2 separate regions of the Capsicum annuum genome follow, and region 2 is linked to region 1. Evidence: chromatin contacts called from public Hi-C data. All regions are on one chromosome and are shown on one strand. Each heading gives the region's core, a stretch centred on a gene start, on an enhancer-like site or on the middle of the called end of the contact. The rest is flanking DNA. Distances are from core to core; before and after follow the strand shown.

Region 1 (4,850 bases), core at 2,287-4,786:
TTTTTAAACAGCAACTGGGTTGATGAATTAGGTGATACAACAGTTCAACACTTAGCTAGAGTAAGCTCGGATCATGCCCCACTTCTCATCACAATTAGAACACCAGAAGTAAATAGACCGAAGTATTTTAAGTTCCTGGACTTTTGGATTGAGCACGAAGATTTCAAGGGTGTAGTTGCAGAGGCTTGGCAAGAGAAAGTAGTTGGTAACGCCATGTGGATTCTTCACCAAAAGTTGAAAAAAGTATGTCAAAAACTAAGTTGTTGGTCAAGACAAGCTTTTGGTGACATATATGAAGAACCAAAAAGGCTAGAGAAAGAAATTGAAGAGGCGGAGTATGAGCTTACCATTGATGATGATCCAGAAAAGAGATCGAAAATAAATCTCAAGAAGGCACAATATCTCCAATTTCTAAAGCTACAAGACTCGGTATTACAACAAAAAGCAAAAGCAAAGTGGCTGAAAGAGGGGGATAAAAATACTGCCTACTTTCACAATGTGATAAAAGGAAGAAAACAGAGGTTGAATATGCAGAAAATTCAGGATAATGATGGAGTATGGCGGGAAGGAACTAGCAACATAGCAGATGCGACAATTAACTACTTCCATCAAATTTTTTACCATGGTGAGGCAATGGGAGATCACCCTATCCTGAATAAAAATTTCTGCTAAAGTGATAAAAGAAGATAATGAAATACTAACGGCATTACCAACATGGAGGAAGTGAGAGTGTGTTTTCTCAATTAATGCAGATAGTGCAGCAGGGCCTGATGGACTGGGCGCACTATTCCACCAACATTGTTGGGACATTATTAAAGAAGAAAGTTTAGGAGGCTGACGTGCCTTGTGATGATTCCAAAAGTTGAGCACCCCCAACAATTGACAGATCTCAGGCCCATAAGCCTATTCAATTTGTCAAGCAAGATCATGGCAAAAATCCTCAATGCTAGGCTAGCCTCAATCCTGCCAAGAATTGTCTTAAATAATCAGTCGGGATTTGTGAAAGGAAGAATGATCTCAGAAAATATCTTATTAGCACAAGAAATAATCGGAGACATCAGGAAATCGCAAAAAGGGGAAAATGTGGTAATGAAGCTAGATATGGCAAAGGCATACGACAGGGTTGGATGGTCATACCTAAGTAACATCATGGAAAAACTAAGATTCTCACACCAGTGGATAGATATGGTTCTAAGACACATCTCAAACAACTGGTATTCAATTATAGTCAACGGGCAGAGGCACGGATTCTTTAAATCGAGCAACAGCCTGAGACAAGGGGACCCACTTTCACCGTCATTATTTGTTCTTGGGGCCGAGTTACTCTCAATATTGCTGAATGATCTCCAGCAATGCGGAAATTACAGTGGTTTTTACATGAGAAGAAATGGACCCCAAATTAGCCATCTAGCTTTTACGGACGATGTCATCATCTTCACAAGTGGGCATACGAGATCTTTGAAATTGATGATGAAGGCATTAAAGAAGTATGAGAGCGTGTCGGGACAAAGAGTCAACAAATTAAAAAGTTGTTTGATGCTTCAGCCACAATCATCTCTAAACACAAGGAGTAGAGTAACAATGATAACAGGGATGCAGATTAAGCAATTTCCAGTGAAATATCTAGGTTGTCCACTTATTCTTGGAAAACAAAAGATTGCTCATTTCTCAGAGATGATAGCTAAAGTGACAAATAGACTACGGGGATGGCAAACAAGATTTCTTTTGGCAGGAGTTAAGGCAATCTTGATAAAGCATGTGCTTCAGGCAATCCCCACTCATCTACTGACAATAATACATCCACCAAAAGAAGTAATCAAATAAATTGAAAATGTGTTTGGAAACTTCTTTTGGAAGGGGTCGGACAGCAATGATAGACATCATTGGGTTGCGTAGAAGTACCTATGCTATCCGTACAAAGAAGGGGGTGCTCAGTTTAGGAGAATTAAAGACACGTGCAAAGCACTGGCAGCAAAGGCGTGGTGGAACCTTAGAACTGGGAACACATTATGGAAGGAGTTTATGCTACCCACGGTAACAAAATGGTATCCTGGTCAATCACTTCACTGGAGGGATATGTCACGAGTCATAGAAAAATTAGAGGAGAACATGGTGTGGAAACCAGGTGATGGAAAATTATCCTTTTGGTATCATAACTGGACAGGAGAGGTTCCTTTGATAAGATATATGGAGGATGGCACAAAACCCAAGGAAATTTCACTGGCATCAGTATATAGAGGAGGAGAATGACACCTAGAGGCATTGGATTTTGACATCCCTGAACTAGCGCAAAATAAGGTGATGAAACAAATTGTAAAGCTCAATAATGAGAAACGCGATAGGGCGATATGGAAGGTTACGACAAAAAGCAACTTCACAGTCTCCTCAATGTGGGCGATATTGCGTCAAAAGAGAGATCCGTCTGAATTTTACTCTCATCTATGGTATAAAATGATACCTTTCAAGATGGTCTTTGCTACTTGGAGAGCAGTCCATAATAGACTGCCAACGGATGAAAAAGTTTGCAAATTTGGAATAAATGTGGACCCATCATGTTACTGTTGTACACCTCCGACCCAAATTACAGAAGATGTTGAGCATATTTTTAGACAAGGAACTCTTGTCCAAGAAATCTGGAAAAAATTTGCTGGATTGGTGGGAGTTAGTTTAGCGGGTCTTCACCTTAGTCAAATCCCATAAAGTGGTGGAAGTGTAAATCAGTCAACCCGGTTGCTGCTTTTATAGTCAAAGTCCTTTCCGATCTTATCACGTGGGAGTTGTGGAGGTCGAGAAATACTGCTCAATATCGTATGGAGAAAGCTTTTGCACACAGGTGAGAGAATTTTATCCTAAAAAATCTTTTTGACCTGATAGGCGAGAAATTTGAGGAATTTTGCATCACACGAACGTGGGTACAACTACAACATCTAGTGGATAGAAAAATGAACATAAGAACACACAAAGTGGTGAGGTGGAACAAGCCTCCAAGGGGACGGAAGTTGTCAGGGTGGAATTGTGTGGAGTGGGTGGGATTATAAGAGATGCTGTAGGCAACATAAAGATAGCATTTTCGATATATTTAGGCCAGGGTACTAGCAATTGGGCTGAATGCCAAGCGATGCAAATTGGGTTGCAGTTGAGCAGAGTATATAATACAAACGTACAGGTAGTTGAAGCAGATTCTCAACTACTTACAATGCGTTAAAGGAGAAAGTACAGTACCATGGAGACTAATGCAAGCGGTCGAGGAAATTAGAAAATGGATGGAGTTGGAGAAATTTCAAGTTCAGCACTGCTATCGCGAAGGAAACAGAGTTGCAGACAAATTAGCGGCATACAGTCACGCCCATAAAAGAAAGCTCATATTCACTACTTTTGTGAATCTTCCAAAGGAATGTAGGGGTCTAGCAAGATTAGATAAATTGGAAATGGTATCATTTTGAATCAAACAATTGAAAGATAGGGAAATTTGTTTCAACCCTCCCTAGTAGCCCATCTGGATTAGGAGATCCCGTAGTGACTGGCTTTTAATAAAGAGGTTGGCCTGTCGACCTCTCAAAGCAGATGAGTAGGACTCCAAGCCTACTCAATAGTGTACTTTGTTTCTTTATAAATGGAAAATACCACGAATTATTTTTTTTAAAAAAAATAATGGTTTAATTCGAATTATTTCAAATAAAATTGGTCAATTAATCATTCTACTCAGTACGAAACACTTAATTGATCATGTAATTACTACGAGATTGATTGAAATCGTAATTGAACTTACTAATTCATCTTTAATTTTAGTTAAATCAAAATAGTTATTTCTAGTGATGACTTAGTTTGAATCATTTCAAATAAAATTCGTCAATTGATCACTCTACTCAGGACGAACATATTTAGTTGATCGTGTAATTACCATGAGATTAATTAAAACTGTAATTGAGCTTATTAATTAATTCATATTTTATTTTAGTAATCAATTTAGTTATTACTAATAATGACTTAATTTGAATCAATAGATTACTTATACAAGAACAACAAGGGAAACACAAAACAACTCCAAAACAGTCTGCAAATCTTAAGGATCCGAGGACCTTTTTGGAAACCACTCTCGGATTCACTACCAACAACAAGAATACAAGATATAATTGTGTGTTTTAACACCAAAACAACAACAAGAACAAGAATAAAATGAACTCAAGATGATAAACAAGAAGACACAATATTCGGATTTAACAATAACAACAAGAACATAAGATTATAACACAAACAATAAACAAGATTACAAGAAGGTAAAATGATAGATAGATAGATAGACCACATAAAGGCATAATCTTAAGAACCCAAGAATGGACAATCTTGGACCCTTAACATTACACACAACAATAAACCAATCTCTTACAAAAATACAAGTTCGGATTCCACCTCCCAAGCATCAATGTTTCCAAGCAATTTACAATCACTAGTGATTCCACACTAAATCTTATCCTAGTTTCGGTTGGTGGGTTTTCCAAGCCCTAGCTATGGTGTTTCAAGTCTTACAAGACTTACAAATATCATCCAAAAACTACTAATGGAAGCCCCAACATGTTACTTATACAGTTATTACAAAATGAAAGCTAAAAATGACCAAAAGGCCCTTAAGTGATGGGCTCCCATCAAGTGTAGCCCAAGTGTAGTGTTTGGACTGTTTTGGGTGCATAATTAGGTCCTCTTTGGCTCTTCAATTAAACACACCAAGTCTCGGATCCAACACACACTCTCATAAATCCATATCCGGGATTATTCTTGTATCAATTACTAACACGTTACAACAGATGAGTAATCTGTTAGAAATGACCATACAAATAAAAACATTTATTAAA
Region 2 (4,554 bases), core at 916-3,415, 88 kb before region 1:
AAAATAATTAATACAACCTCTTGGCATATTAGACATGCCTTTATAAGCACATTAGAAGTCACTACAGAAGCTAAATTATTGAAGGTTTAAGAATAAAAGTTATACTAAGATATGACACTCCAATTCTAAGAGAAATTTTAGCTTCAAAATTTGTTTAAATTTTGTCACACATCATTTTTTAATTTTAATTTAACTAGTTTTTAAAATTAAATTAGGCTAGATTAATTTAAAAATTAAATATTTAAAAACTATACGAAAATATTATTAAAAACTAAAATTCTCTTATGAATATAATTATTTGAAAAAGGAATTGCGATTAAAGTGTATAGAAGCCCTCAATGAAACGTAACAAATATTTTAGGTTAAAAAATGTAATAAGAATTAAAAAGAGATTCATATATAGTTGCTATGTCATCAATTAGGCCAATTAGAAAGGCCCGTGTCAACTATAACATCAACATGGGCCAATTAGAAAGGCCCATATGAAAATTCTTAAGAAAGGAAATGATGACAAACTACAAGCCATAATAGACCGTCCCGTTTGGTCACGAAAATCATAATTTTTTGGAGTTGGAGTTGAAGTTAAAATTGAAGTTGGAGTTGGAGTTGTGTTTGACCATGAATATAAATTAAAGTTGTTTTTGAAACTTTGTGAGAAAAGTATGTGTGAAAAAGGTGAAAATAAGTAAAACTTGTTTTCATTTTTCCAAATATAATTTTGAAGTTGTATTTGGAATTCTCGTGGCCAAACACATACCGTTTTCACTTTTTCAAATACAATTTCAAAATTATATTTGGAATTCTCATGTCCAAACACATCCTATTTTTGAATAAAAGTAAAAAAATTTCATGGCCAAACGACTAATTGAATAAAAAACACACTTACCAACTTTTGAAATTTCAAATTATGGGCTTGTAAGCACTACAAAACTCCAACATGCATATATCCCACTACAAAACTCTCACATGTTGTATTTGAATGAATGTGATGTATTCATATAAAATTAAGTGATCTATTTGAAAAAGATGCGATGTATTTGTATATCTAAATCAGAGATTTAACAAAAAAAATGAGATAGGGAGTAATCGACTCCAAAATGATTGAAATTTACGTAACTTTTACTAATACATAAACATTAGTACATTACTCTTCACTTAGCCTCAAATCACATCTATGTCAATGGCGGAGTCCCCTTTACTCCAGGGTTTCATCCGAACCTCCTTTGACAGAAAATTATACTAGTTTTATACTATTTTTATATGGTTAAAATATTTTTTAGCAAGGTTGAACCCCGTTCGACTAATTCGTATATATACTTCTGAACCCCTCAATGAAAATTCTGACTCCGCCACTTATCTATGCTATCTAACTTCGAGTGTGCACAAGTAGACACTTAAACTTGTATAAAGTTGAATAAATAGACACACACGTACTACGTATCAAGATACATATAGAATGTCATGTAGGAGAAAAATTAACCACGTAGAACGCCGTATGTGCACATCCAAAGTTGGAGATCATAATTTGTATTTTTATAAAAAATTCTTTGAAAGCAATGGAGGGAACGGCCATTGAAACAGTTAAGGCTTTTGGCCTGCCAAAAATTAATAAACAAAGAAATATAACTTCAGCTAAACAAAACCTTATTATATACTTTAATCCATATTCAAAGACAAACATTCCCATCATAGTAGGTGTAGTACAAATAGCTAATATTGTTGTATCAAATTGCGGTTAGTTGAACACTCTTCGTTGCATGTAAAAAATTATATTTCCTTCGTTTAAAAAAGAATGACCCTTTTTTTTTTTTTTTGATAATACTTTAATTTCAACTTTCCGCATGACATGTTTAGGACCACAAGATTAAAGGGTATTTTAGTACCTTTGACATAACTTTAATTTAAGGCTAAAATTCAAAAGTCTTTATTATATTCTTAAACTTTGTGCCAAATCAAAGTAAGTCATTCATTTTAAATGGAGGAAATACTAAATATATAGTTTAAAAAGTAATTTTACGTACGTATATATATTAAATGTTGAATATCATTAACGAAATTTCTAACTTCATGACTTTGGAGACAAGTGATTTTAACTAGCATATTGTACTTGACAGCTTCTATTTGTCTTTTCTCTTTTCCCTCCTTTCTTGCATTTGCTGCCTAGTGTAACCTTTAGCATAATTTTATTCATCTGTTTATTATTAATGCAATGGCCTTTGAGTTTTTCTTTCATCAATATCTTAGTTTTTATTTGTTTACAATCAAGAAAATTAAAGAAAATAAGTGATTCTTGGTGGGCGTTTGTGTGTTTTTCTTGTTTGGTTTTATGAGGTGTCTTGATGGAACATAAAAAAGGTTGAAAGGTACTTCCTTTTTCTTAGTTGTTGTTGAAGGTTTTGCTCATGTTTATGTTTATAATTGTGTTCTTGATGGGGTTTATGTGTTTTAGTTGTTTGGTTTATGGGGTGGAAGATTAAACAACCTGAAAGGTACTTCCTTTTTTTGAGGTTTTGATCATATTTGTGTTTCTTGATTGTGTTCTTGGTGGGTTTTATGTGTTTTTCTTGTTTGGTTTGTGGTGTAGAAGATAAAACAAGTTGAAAGGTACTTCCTTTTTTAAGGTTTTGATCATACTTAGTGTTTCTTGATTATGTCCTTGGAGGGTATGTTGCTTAATTGAAGTCTTCTTTTCTTTTGATAATTGTGGTGGCCGGTTCAACTTGCGTGCCCCTTGACTAATTTCATGGGACAAATGCTACCTCCCACCAACATAGTTACTGGGTAATTATGTCCATCAAGGCTTTGGCAAATTGTGAAGAAATCACTTGATGTTTTTGTTTCCGTTGGAGAATTGAACTTCAGACCGTGTGGTTCTCAACCACTTCATTGACCACTAAACCACACTCTTGAGTTGCATAGTTGGAGTGTTGACTTAGGATTATTGGGTTTTGGTTAGAAGATAGATGAAATCGCTATTTTAAAAGTTTTCCCTATCCTAAACAAGCTCAAAGTTACTTCCGTTTTCGAAGGTATTCTTTAAGATATTCTCATATTTGTGTTTCTTGATTATGTCCTTTTTGTTCTTGGAGGGTCACCGCTAAGCTACATCCCTCAGATGCGCTAAGGTTGTTCAAACTTTTATATTTAACCAAATATAATAGAATTTTACTTACACACGCGGTATAATTTTCCGACAAGGTCAGGCCTTAGTACAAGGTGGCTCTGCCCCCAAGTCCATCTATTAAGATCAAAGAAATAATTGGTTCTCGATGAGTTCACCTGACCACCCTTAGTACAAGGTGGCTCCGCTCCCAAGTTCATCTATAAAGATCAAAGAAATAATTGGTTCTCGATGAGGTGTTATGTGTCTTTTCTTTTAGGGATAAGGTATGCGTACACATTATCCTCCCCAGACACCGTTATGAGACTACACTGGGTTTGTTGTTGTTGTTGTTGTTGTTTTGATAGAAGATAAAACAAACTAAAAAGGTACTGCTTTTTTCGTATTTCTTGTTTATGGTGAGAGGCAAATCAGGATTTGAAGTTTTTGGGTTCCTACAACAACCTTAAGTTAATATACAATAATAATTGAGTTCACACTAAAGTATTTTTTTTAGTTATACATATATAGAGTTCGTGCTAAAGCTACTAAGACGTGAACCCATAAATAGTACTGTAGATCCGCCTTTGTTTATGGTTTGCTCATGTTTATGTTTCTTGAGCACTTCCTTTTTTGTACTTGATTTAGTAGGCTGCATAATTAGCCTATTTGCTTTGGAAAGTTGTTTTTTTTTTTTTTAAATTAGAAGAACAATAAAGTTGAGATAGGCTGAACTATCTCTTTTCATGATTCTCTTTAGGTGGTCTGATATTTTGAGAGAAGATGGCCATGTCACTGGAGGACCTCCTCGCAAAGGAAGGATTCAATAGGAGGATGTCAAAAACGATGCCTAGAGCTTCATCGGGAACAAAGGGAAAGAGTGGTCCTATTTACCGACTTCAAGATCCTTATAAGTATGTCGCTTCATCAGGTGCAAAAAAGACGGAGAGGATAAAATCTGATATCCCCCGGCATGACTTGAAAAGTAAGCACAGAATGGGCTCTTGCGATCTATCATCAGATGTTAAGAGGATAAGTATTAGTTCTTTCGATGAGTTTCTATCTGCTAATGCTTCTCAAAGCAATGAGATAGTTGAGGTCGAAGAGCGAAATGATTTGAGATACAACCGTATATACTCAAATCGAACTTACAGAAATGACGGCGAAGGCAAGTCTTCTAGCAGAAGTGAGGAAGCAGAAGCAAAGAGAGAATCCTTCGGAAAAGATACACGAGCAACAACAAAATGTCTCAATAATTCGAGCAAACATATTTCAGGACGTCCAAGCTTTAGAGATAATTATCAGAAGCATATGGAACAGCCGGAGACGTCCTACAGCAGATCAGCTAGAAGTTCACTAACCAACAAAAGTTACGGGGAGATTGAGCACAATGCAGCTGTTCCTGCTTTTGATGAAGTAGCTATTCAAGCCGTTATCTCTATCTTGAGCGGGCA

Evidence for each region. Hi-C and Micro-C count contacts between places; a contact is called where the count stands out from the background.
Region 2: a Hi-C map of leaf shows a contact between it and region 1, with 2.2 times the contacts expected there. The contact joins the promoter of LOC107873998 here to the enhancer-like site in region 1. A contact is called at or near these places in 3 of 5 Hi-C or Micro-C datasets (bud, leaf and placenta).

Annotation. Positions count from the first base shown.
Region 1 is chr1:44,690,052-44,694,901 of UCD10Xv1.1, reverse strand. No RefSeq gene overlaps it. Among protein-coding and RNA genes, the nearest start is that of LOC107873982, 13 kb to the left of the region's middle. Within about 2 kb of position 3,536, at least 2 of the 5 cell types and tissues checked have an H3K27ac peak or open chromatin away from gene starts, as enhancers often do. A contact at or near this core is called in leaf, where this site is marked.
Region 2 is chr1:44,777,077-44,781,630 of UCD10Xv1.1, reverse strand. It overlaps LOC107873998, which reads left to right and starts at 2,165. Exons shown (of 2, transcript XM_047396430.1): 1 at 2,165-2,363; 2 at 3,861-4,554. The coding sequence starts at 3,884.